2 separate regions of the Oryctolagus cuniculus genome follow, and region 1 is linked to region 2. The links are chromatin contacts, called in public Micro-C maps. All regions are on one chromosome and are shown on one strand. Each heading gives the region's core, a stretch centred on a gene start, on an enhancer-like site or on the middle of the called end of the contact. The rest is flanking DNA. Distances are from core to core; before and after follow the strand shown. Region 1 overlaps SAE1 (SUMO1 activating enzyme subunit 1). Region 2 holds the start of CCDC9 (coiled-coil domain containing 9).

Region 1 (5,006 bases), core at 1,342-3,841, 63 kb before region 2:
TAGGAAATGAACCCTCAAAGGAAATAATTTTACAGTTATACTCAGAGCATTTTGAAACCAACTGGTGCTGACTGTACGTTCAGCATTGTGGGAGATATGACCTCTGTTCCCCAGACCATGGAGTCTGAAGCAAGCGGAGTTCTAGATGTGGGTGTTTGACAGTCTGGTCTTCACTACTGAAGCATGCTTTCTGCATGGGAGGGCTTGCTTGGTGTGTGAACGTTGGTTCCCCAGGGTGGGCTTGCATGTGTTCAGGTTGGAACGTAGTAAAACGTGGTTGTAGAACAGTGAGGTGGACAACGCCGGAGGCACCGTCAGCCCAGGTCTACCTGGGAAAAGCTCCAGGGTCCAGAGGCTGCTCTGGTGGCACAAGAGAACTTACCCGCTCATTTTGAACATTGGGGCTACAGACCTTGCTAATTCTCACATGATGGGACCTGCAGTGTCTTGAACTGGTAGATGAAAGATGGCAGATGACAGAGTATTGTAAAACTATATGAGCTCTTTTCGTGTTTTTTTTTTTTTTTCCCCCCTAATGTGCTGGTGTTTTGGCTGCAGTTTCTCACCCCACCCCCAGCTTGCGAAGGAGAAGTAAAGAGAGGTCGCGAGTGGCAGGATGGAGCTTCTTACCAGGGGTTTGAGAACTGCTGTCTTTGTTTAGCCTCTCAGGCAGGCCACTCAGTGTCTGGTCTGCATGTTTCTTGCCTGTAAAATTGAGACAGCGGAAGGACAAACATGTTCCAGATGCCTCCCAGCACTAGCTTTTTATGGCTTTAGGACTAGTTTTGGGCACATTGTAAGTGGATAAGGAAGTTGTAGTAATGAAAAGTAGACCAAATTATTTTAGTGTGAGCTGCCCATAGCAAAAGAGGAATTCCTTAATTAAAGGTTGCTGTCTATTTTATGGTTCCAGTAGAATGTTAACAAAGGAATCAGTTGAATTTTTTGAGAGCTTCTATGTGTTAGGCAGCAAGCTGAGCGGGTCATGGTATTTGGGTAACCAACTCATCAGGTGTCAGAGCTGGCATTTGAACCCCAGGCCTGTGGACTCCAAGGCTTTGCTTGCCCCTGTTCTATGAGCTGGCAGTGTTCTTTCTATTCTAATGGCATGCTTCATCAGTTCTGTCCCCTTGTCACCCTCTAGGGAGAAAACCAAAGTTGCCAAAGTCAGCCAAGGAGTGGAAGATGGACCTGATACCAAGAGAGTAAAACTTGATTCATCTGAGACAACTATGGTAAAAAAGGTAGGAGGGTGTGGGGGGTCAGAGGGCAGAGGTCGGCAACCCTGGGGTCTCGTGGGGACTGGCCATTGCAGTTGCAAGTGAGCAGGTAGTCTGCTTTGTAGCTCTGTAGCCTGGGTTGGGAGTAGGGGGTGTCTTGAGGGGAGGGGCCCATCTTGAGGGGAGGCAGCTGCCTGGGAGCACTAGCTGGAGTACTAGCCAGCTGTTACTGTGAGGGAATGCGCAGGCCCAGGGATTCCAGATGTGACTTTCCAAGGGAACCAGAATGCAGATTTCAGTTTTTAATGCTGGTGTGCCTGCTGTCAGCCAGATGCATTGTGGTTATCAGGAAGGCATTTGGAGCAGAAGGTGGCTCCTTTTCAGTACTTTTTTTTTTCTCAGATTGATTAGACATTTGAGTAAGGTTGTTCGGTGGACAGGAGCCAGTTTAAACCTGCTTTTGTTTTTTGCCTTTTTCTCTTTTACCACAATACAGCCTTTAACGGGAAAAGCCTTCCCTTCCACCTTGAGAACGTAATCAGGCCTTTATTTCCTAAGGCGGTTTACGTTAGGGACTTGGCCTCTATTTGGATGAGGGGCAGTAACTGAATTCATTTTAGAGAAGGACTGGGAGAGGGATCAGGGGACAGTGGTTTCTGTAGCTGTGTGGGAATCTTCAATGGGGGACATAAAGTGGAATGGCCGCCATTGGGTTTGTTGAATGGGGAGCAAGCCAGTGTTTACTGTGCTTTGTAGGTTTGAGTGTTGAGAGAGAAAACCAGCTGGTCGGAATGTGAGTTACAGTTGCTCTAAGGGGGTTTCTGAAGAGTGCAGAGACCACAAAGGAGCCTGCAGAAGCCACAGAGGTGGAACTCAGTGAGGCCACGCTGGGGATTTCTCGCTCTCGCTTTGTGTGTTTGTGTTGGAATAGTTTGACTCTGTGAGTGTGATACAGAGAAGTGATTAAGCCCTAATTTTAGTGTCTATTCACAGGATCATAATTATCCAGAGTGAACATGGGTGTTTTGGCCAAAACTTGAGTCCTTTCTTTCTTCCTTCCTTCCTTCCTTCCTTCCTTTCTTTCTGAGGCCCGTCCAGGCTTATCTGAATAGCTCGGTGAGTTTGTGGGGGGAGATAAATTGTTAACAAACGGAGGAGTACAAAAGCAGCTTTGTGGGCGCTGTCAGTTTATAAATCACACCCTCCTACAAGTGTGACACTTGGCCTTGGTGTGAAGGGTTTTATGGCTTAAGGGCCTTCTCTGATTGAGGCTTGTCTTTCACATTCAAATGCAGGAGCCCTCGCTTTGTTAGCCCTGCACAGCTGGAAGTCCCCCCCACCCCCAGTCTGCTCCTGTGGTGCCCACTGGGGTGGATCTGGAAACCTCTTTTGGGAAGCACTTTGGCTCGCTATGAGGAGAATGTGGGCAGCCCAGGCAGGCTCTGGGCAGCCTCAGCGTACCACTCCTTGGGGCTTCACGGCCGCCGAGCTTCCTGCATGGGACTGAATCTGAAGGTATTAAAATATGCCCCAGCTGGCATTGTTAGTCAGCTGCTGTGCTTGGACAATTCAGGCTTGGATTCCAGCGCCAGCCCGTAAGGTTGCAAGGCATTCAGGGCATTCCTGGTGACAATCCCCGGGATTCCAGACCTTGTCTTTGTGCCCTCCCCCAGACAGCACAGGACTGGCCGGGCTCGGCCACCTTGTACTCCACGCTGCTTCCATTTTGGCCCTGTGATCTCCAAGTTCTCTTCTAACTCAAAATTTCTTTGATTTAAATCCTGCTGTTTTGCCTTAATTGTATGGAATAACAAGTTGAGTTATGATCAGAGAGTGCAGGATTGGGGTGGGGAAGCAGCCACTTCCTGTTTCCTGTGAAAGGTTTCTGGTCAGGGTTCCCTTCCCCTCCCTGTTTTCCTAGGTTCAACCAAATATTGTAAAGCCACTTTTGCTTCAAGGTACACATTGTGCTCCTAAATTAGAAACATTAAAAAACACAGAGGAAAAACAAAGCTTGTGGTTTTCACACCATCTAGGAAGATTCCTGGCCTTTAACACATGTGCCAGAATTTGATAAATAAAGCAGTAGGAAAATGTCTAACTCAGAGATGGGTGCTCAGTACATTGTTTGCTTCCTTTGGTGCCCAGGAGAAGTCACGGGACAGATTTCATCAGAATCGGGTCGTGGTCACGAGCCTGGTATAGACACTGATGTGCAGTAGATAAAGGAGAAAGCAGTGTGGTGCTGGAGAGGAAGGGGCCAAAAAGGCTTTGCAGAGGACGTGTTGTTTGAGTTGGCATGTGAAGAGCAAGTTTGCCAAGCACCAAAGCCCAGACCGGTGCTCAGAGAAAACAGAGTAAGCCAAAAGATAGATGGAGAGGCAGTCTCTCTGTCTTCCCTCACTCTGAAACAGCCAGCTCTTGTAGGACTTGAAAAAGGCCTGCTGTGTGCAAGGTGCTCTAGTGGGTGCAGGGAGGCATGTCCAGCTGTGCTGTCTCAGTTTGTAGCCGGGAAAGATGGAGTGACCTGCCCCAGGTACCAGAGCTCAGGGGGAGGAATGGGTGCAGAGAGCAGACAGTGGACCAAGGCCCAGGCTCTCCAGACTGCCCTGCAAGGTCAGCCTCTTGGGAGACTCGAGGTTAATATGAAGGTTTATGAGGATAATCAGATACAGTATTTGAAAATTTGTGTCATTCTAGAAGTTCTTGGGGATAAAAAGCAATGTCACACTCCCATGTGGCTGTTCACTGCTTCATTGTGAGTTATGTGTGTTGTTGGAGGCTGCGAGAGATGGTTAGACGTGTGCCTGATGGTGGTCATGCTCCATACTGTCTTTCAGATTTAAACACAGAGGACAGTGTATTTATTTTTTCGAAAGGCAGAGCAGCAGAGACAGATCTTGCATCCACTGGTTCACTTCCAAATAGCTGCAAGAGCCAGGGCTGGGCGGGACTGAAGCCAAGAGCCAGGCGCTACATTCAGGTCTCCCACTAGTGCAGCAGGGATCCAAGCACTTGAGGCATCACCAGTGCCTCCCAGAATGTGTTAGCAGGAACTATAAGAAACAGAGTAGCTAGGGCTCAAATTGTCACTCCGGTTTCCAGGTCTTTTGATGATTGATCAGCAGTGTGGGAAATCTATTTTTTTTAAAAAAAGATTTATTTATTTGAGAAGCATGGTTACAGACACAGAGAGAGAGAGAGGTCTTCCACCCACTGGTTCACTCCCCAAATGGTTGCAAACAACCAGACCTGTGCCGATCTGAAGCCAGGGGCCAGGGGCCTCCTTTGGGGGTCCCAGATGGAGGTAGAGGGGCCCCAGTACTTGGGCCATCTTCCACTGCTTTCCCAGGCTACCAGCAGAGCTGGGTCAGAAATGGAGCAGCTGAGACTCAAACTGGCAGTTGGAGGCCTAACCTACTACACCACAGCACCAGCCCCTGTTGTATCTTTTGGAGGGCTGCGGAGACTGTGATCTGAGTGTGGTAGTAAAGACCAGGTTTGCTGGGTGCCCTGCATGCCGTAGGAAATAGTGGCCTTTCTCTTTTGAGCCCTGTCATTACTGTGTTCTCCTGTTCCAACTTTGACACACCCAGTTCTCTGGAGAGAGAATCCAGCTGGCCCACCTGGCTTTCACCTGTGGGCCTTTATACCCATTACAGACAAGACCACTGGGAGTCTTATTCCCAGATGCCCAGAAATATCCCTGAAAGTGTTGTTGCAGATAGACTCAGAGAAGTAAGTAAATTTGTCTAAGGTTACAAGTTAGAGTAAGAAGAAGGAATA
Region 2 (4,864 bases), core at 712-3,211:
GGAGGGGAGGGGGCGGTGGAGCGCGCGCGCGCAAACACACACACACACACACACACACGCGCACAGGCCCACCTAGCATCCCTCTCCGGAGTGCCACATGGCGCACAGCTTCCCGGGCAGGGGCCGCGCGCGTGTGTGTGTGTGTGTGTGGAGTTTTCTTTAGGGCTGTGGCCGGGGTGCTGTGTGTGCCATTGTGTGTCAGTGTGATGGTGTGGGGGTGACACCTGCCACAGCGCCGCCTATGTGCAGGGCTGCGTGACAGCCTGTTCAGTGCGCCCAGTACGCTGGGGCGTGACCCCGGGAGTCAGCGCGCCTCCATCGGAACGGACTTGTGTGGCCCTGGGATGGCACGGGGTCAGAGTGTTGGCGGGAAGGTTTGTGGCTGAGTCTGTAACCATGTGTGTACCCACGCGGCAAGGTGTACTGTGTTAGGCCGCGTGGTGGGCCCCGTGTCACTCCCAGGACGCGCGTGGTGCGTGGCGCGGCATTGTGTACCAGGGTGCGCGTGTATCTCGACCCTGCGGTCTGCGCTGGGCCCGAGCTGTGACCGCATCTGAGCGTGTGCGCGCGGGATTGCGTGGCTCCGTGTCACCGGTGTGCGTGCAACAGTGTGTCCGAGACGGCACCCACCGCGTGCGGCCGGCGGGACGGGGCGGTGCGTGCGCCCTCAAGAATGCCTGTTCCTGGCGACGCTGGGTGTAGGGGCGACTGCGGGGCCGGGCGGCGCTGCGGGGCCCGGGACTGCTGCTGCTCCTCTGCCCGGGCCGGGGCCCGCGTGTGTGCATCGTTTGGCTGGGGCCGCCGCGGCAGGTCCCTGGGCGCGTGCCTGCGCGCGTCGCTGGGTGCCGGGGCAGGCGCGCGCGTCTCCAGGCCTCCTGCCCGAGAACAGCGGCGCCGCGCTCTGATTGGCTGCGGCCGCGCCAGTGAGCGGCTCGCGCCTCCTGCGGGAACTCGGGGACCCGGGGACTTGGGGATGGGGCTCGCACACCGCGGCCCGGGGCTGGGCGGGAGGGGCTGGCCCTCCTCATCCCCATCCCCAGCCACGCTCAGAGTTCACTTTTCACGGTGCGAGGGCAGCCAGGGCGCCGTCTCACCGCCTGGTCCCCGCCCCTCCCCGCAGGCAGCAGGCCCCACGCGAGGCAGACTCCAGGAAGGACTTCCCGCCCCGGCTCAGCACCCGAGCTTTATCGCTGCAGCCAGGAGCGGGCCAGGCGGCCCCGTGGCTTCCGGAGGCACCCGGGCGGGGATGAGCTCACCTCGAGTTGGCTCGGATTTCATCAGCTTCCTCTGCCCGAGCCGCCCCGGCTCGCTCGGCTTCCCGCGCCCCGCACCGGCCGCGCAGGCGAATCTGCCGGGCGCCTGCTGCCCCCCAGCGGCCGGAGGCGGGAGCGCAGGCGGCGCGCATACAGCGCGCTTTGGCCTGGACCAGGCGGGAACACGGGTCAGCTTCTCCGCGGCCCCAGGCGCCTTCAGTCCCGTTTACAGGGCGGAGTGTGAGGTCAGAGCGGCCCAGGGCGTCCCCCGGCAGGCACGGCTGCGGGTGTAGACGCTGGAGAACAGCGCGGGGAAATTCTTGTCCTACCTTCCTGGGGCTGACCCCTTGGCCTGGGGGAGGAGGGAAGACGGACAATGAGGAACATAAGCGACAGCGCACACTGAGTCTTCTAAAGAGAGAGAGCGCGGAGCTGGGCAGGGCGCCCAGGCAGGCTGTCCCTGAGAAAAGTGACAGCTCAGAAAGTGACCGGACAGCAGCGGGAGGAGCAGTTGCAAAGGTCCTGCGGCCACAGGGGGGGGGGCGGCTGGAAGGGCTGGAAGGGGATGAAAAAGAGAGCAGCAGGAGGTGACGTCAGAGAGGGGGCGCTCTGGGCGAGCCCGGGGTGCAGAGCTCTCAGCGCATTCGGTGGGCGAACCGGGGCGCAAGCTCCGAGCGCATCCCGTGCTAGCGAGCGCCCTCTGGTGGCCGAGCGGGACGCAAGCTTGGGCCAGGCTGCAGGTGCGGCGGCCCCGGCCCAGGCCCCGGCGCGGGGGCAGGGGCTTACTGCGGGGGTGCGGGGCCTTGGGCAGCTCACTGCGCGTCTCTGGCTCCGGCTTGCTGCTCTAAGTAGGGAACAGAAACAGCAGAGGACGAGCTGATGAGGTAATAATGCCAAGAGTGAAGGGCTCATTAAATATAGCACCGACTCTCTTCAGGGCTGGGGAGTCCACGGCGCCCAAGCGAATCATGAGAAAACAATAAGAGATATAATGCAGCAGCCCTGTAAGCCTGCAGGCTCTGGGGTTCGTGCCACCTCCTCCATCCAGGACCTACAGATTCCTTCCGGGCCTCCCTCCAGCCCCCTAACAGTTCATCTTCTCTGCACTCGGCCCTGTGCTGCTTTTTAAAACCTCCTAGCTATATGGCCTGGCCAGGGGAGCCCAAGATGCTGCTTCCTCCACGCGGGCTGCCTGGCTTGCCCCGCCCCTCACCCAGGCCTCTTCCCAAAAGGTCACCTCCCCCCAGAGGCCCTCCTGGACCACCCCTGCCCCCTGCCCTCTGCCCTGCCCGCTGTGGCTCCATGTGCTTGACGGCTGGTTCCTGGCCCGACGTCCTGGCCCCCACCTCGCTCCCGCAGGTGCGGGAGGATTTGCAGAGCGAGGGCGCCCCGCCGCCCCTTAGTGGCCAGTGGGCAGCGTCTGCGGCCGCAGGGCCGTCGCGTCTCTCGGACCTTGGTGAAACTGGACCTCAAGGAGCTCCTGGGAAAATGAGGTAAGAGCTGGAGTATTTGGGCTCAAAAATTTTGAAGCTCATGCATAGTGTTTTCCTGGCAGGTGCTTTCTTCTCTTAAAAGATTGATTTGTTAGAGAGAGAGAGAGAGAGAGAGATCTTCCATCCACTGGTTCACTCCCTAATTGCTCAAACAGCTGACGCCCGGAGCCCAGAACTCGATCCTGGTGTCTGACGTGGGCACCTGAGCTGTCCTGTCTGCTGCCCCCAAGGTTGCATTAACCGGAGGCCGGGCGGGGCGGGGCGCTGCTGGGGTGGGGATTTAACCACAGCACCAGAAGAGCGCCCGCATCCGGTAAAGCCGCCGCCTGCGAGGCCGGCATCCCACAGGGGCGCTGGTTCGAGTCCCGGCTGCTCCACCTCCGACCCAGCTCCCTGCTAAGGCGCCTGGGAAAGCAGTGGAAGATGGTCCGCCACAGCCAGGGCCGGGCCAGGGGCCTGGGGCTCTGCCCGGGGCCCCCAGGTGAGCGGCAGGGGCCGGGAGGGACTTGAGCCGAACGCCCACCGCCCAGCCCACCGGGAAGGCGGGGCGCCGATGGCGGGGGACCTCGGGGACAGGCACCCCCCATTCCTATGCGTGGATTTTCACTTTATTAGGAAGGCAGAGAGGGAGGTCTGTCCCTTTGCGAGTTCTGCATGCTGTTTCCACGGGAGACTTCTGGGGACGAAGAGCTGAGGCGAAGTGTCGCCGAACTGGCCGCCCGAGGCGCCCGGGGCTCACTCGGACCCGCTTCCGCCAGCCCCCGCCCCGAGCGCGCGCGGCCCCTTTAAGACTCCCGGAAACGGGCTGGCGGACCGGAAGTGACCCCGTTTATTTCCCCGCCTCACGTGGTGCGGGCGGGAAGTGACGCACGCGGCCCGGGAGCTGCGGACGCGGAGGCTGACGGAGCCGGAGTCGCGGGCGCTGCGGGGTCTCTGGGACAGGTGACCGGGCGAGGGGGCCGGGAGCGCGCCCGGCGAGGGCGGGGCCTGCGCCCTCACGTGAGGGGAGCGACAGCCGGCGGGGGCGGGGTCAGAGGGCTCTGCGGGGGGCGGGGACGGGACGCCCACATGGGAAGCCCGAGGGGCGCTGGCGGGGCGGGGCGTGGGTGGGTGGGCAGGGCCCGGGGGCGGTTCCGGGGGCGTGGCCGCGCGGCGGTGGGGGCGAGGCTGAAAAGTGGCGCCCGGGCTGTGGGCGGGGCCGCGGCGTGGCCGGGGGAGCTGTGGGCGGGGCCGCGGCGCTGGCTGAGCACGCTGGGGGCGGGGCCAGAAAGTTTTGCCCGCGCTGCAAGTGGGTCTTGTTGGACGGCCGGTGGTCCGGGGTGGGTCCAGAGGCTGACGTAAAGGCGAGGGCTGGGCCGAACGTGCTGAGGGGCAGGGGGCGGGACTGGGGTGCTGGCGGGGAACGCCGGGGGGTGTGGCCACCGTAAAGTTTTGCCAGAGCCAGAGGCGCGGCCCCTGCTTCGGCGGGGAAGCTGTGGGCGGGGCCAGGTGCTTGCGTAGGAGAGGGGGCGTGGTCAGGGCGTGGCTGAGTGAAATCCGAGAAGGCGGGCGGGCGCGGGCTCAGGCTGTTGCCTGGGGAGCTACGGGGCGGGCCTGAGAGAACTGTCTGGGAAAGGTCGGGATCTTGGCCGGGTGCGTGACTCAAGGACGTGGGCGGGGCCAGGAGAATGGCGGGAAGGGCGGGACCAGAAAGTTTGGCCCTGGCTGGCTTCTGGGCTTGCCCGGGGCGGGGCCGTGGAGCTGGTCCTTGGAGCACCCGGGGCGGGTCCCGAGCGCGTTTGTAGCGCCTTCCTGGCAGAGGTGAGAGGCTGCTGTGCCTGTCTCAGGATGCCCGGGTGGGGCTGAGCGTCCCCGCGGGAGATGTGCGCAGCGGGGGAGTGGTGTTGGGCCTTGTCTTGAGTGCGGGGTCAGGGCGTGTTTCTGAGGCAGGGCGTGGGAGGGCCGGAGCTCCCTGGAGATGGAGCCGGGCTGAAACGCCCACCTCGGGGCTCTGGAGGCGGCCCTGGAGCGTGCATTTGGAGGGGAGCAGGGGTGGAGGCTCCCTTAGGCGGCGGGCACGGCCCGGGTGTTTCTGAGATGCGCAGGACTGCAGCGGTGCCAGCGAGCGACAGTGGGAAG

What was found. A called contact is a pair of places that touch in the nucleus more often than the background predicts.
Region 1: a contact with region 2 is called in a Micro-C map of ear pinna, with 4 times the contacts expected there. The contact joins the enhancer-like site here to the promoter of CCDC9 in region 2. A contact is called at or near these places in 2 of 6 Hi-C or Micro-C datasets (ear pinna and an unstated tissue).

Annotation. Positions count from the first base shown.
Region 1 is chr18:10,349,121-10,354,126 of mOryCun1.1, reverse strand. It overlaps SAE1 (SUMO1 activating enzyme subunit 1), which reads left to right. Exons shown (of 9, transcript XM_051837389.2): 5 at 1,145-1,244. Among named protein-coding and RNA genes, the nearest start is that of SAE1, 24 kb to the left of the region's middle. Within about 2 kb of position 2,591, at least 2 of the 8 cell types and tissues checked have an H3K27ac peak or open chromatin away from gene starts, as enhancers often do. A contact at or near this core is called in ear pinna, where this site is marked.
Region 2 is chr18:10,285,380-10,290,243 of mOryCun1.1, reverse strand. It overlaps CCDC9 (coiled-coil domain containing 9), which reads left to right and starts at 1,961. Exons shown (of 13, transcript XM_051837386.2): 1 at 1,961-2,137; 2 at 2,613-2,746. It overlaps LOC138846422 (a long non-coding RNA gene), which reads right to left and starts at 1,821. Exons shown (of 2, transcript XR_011383902.1): 1 at 1,257-1,821.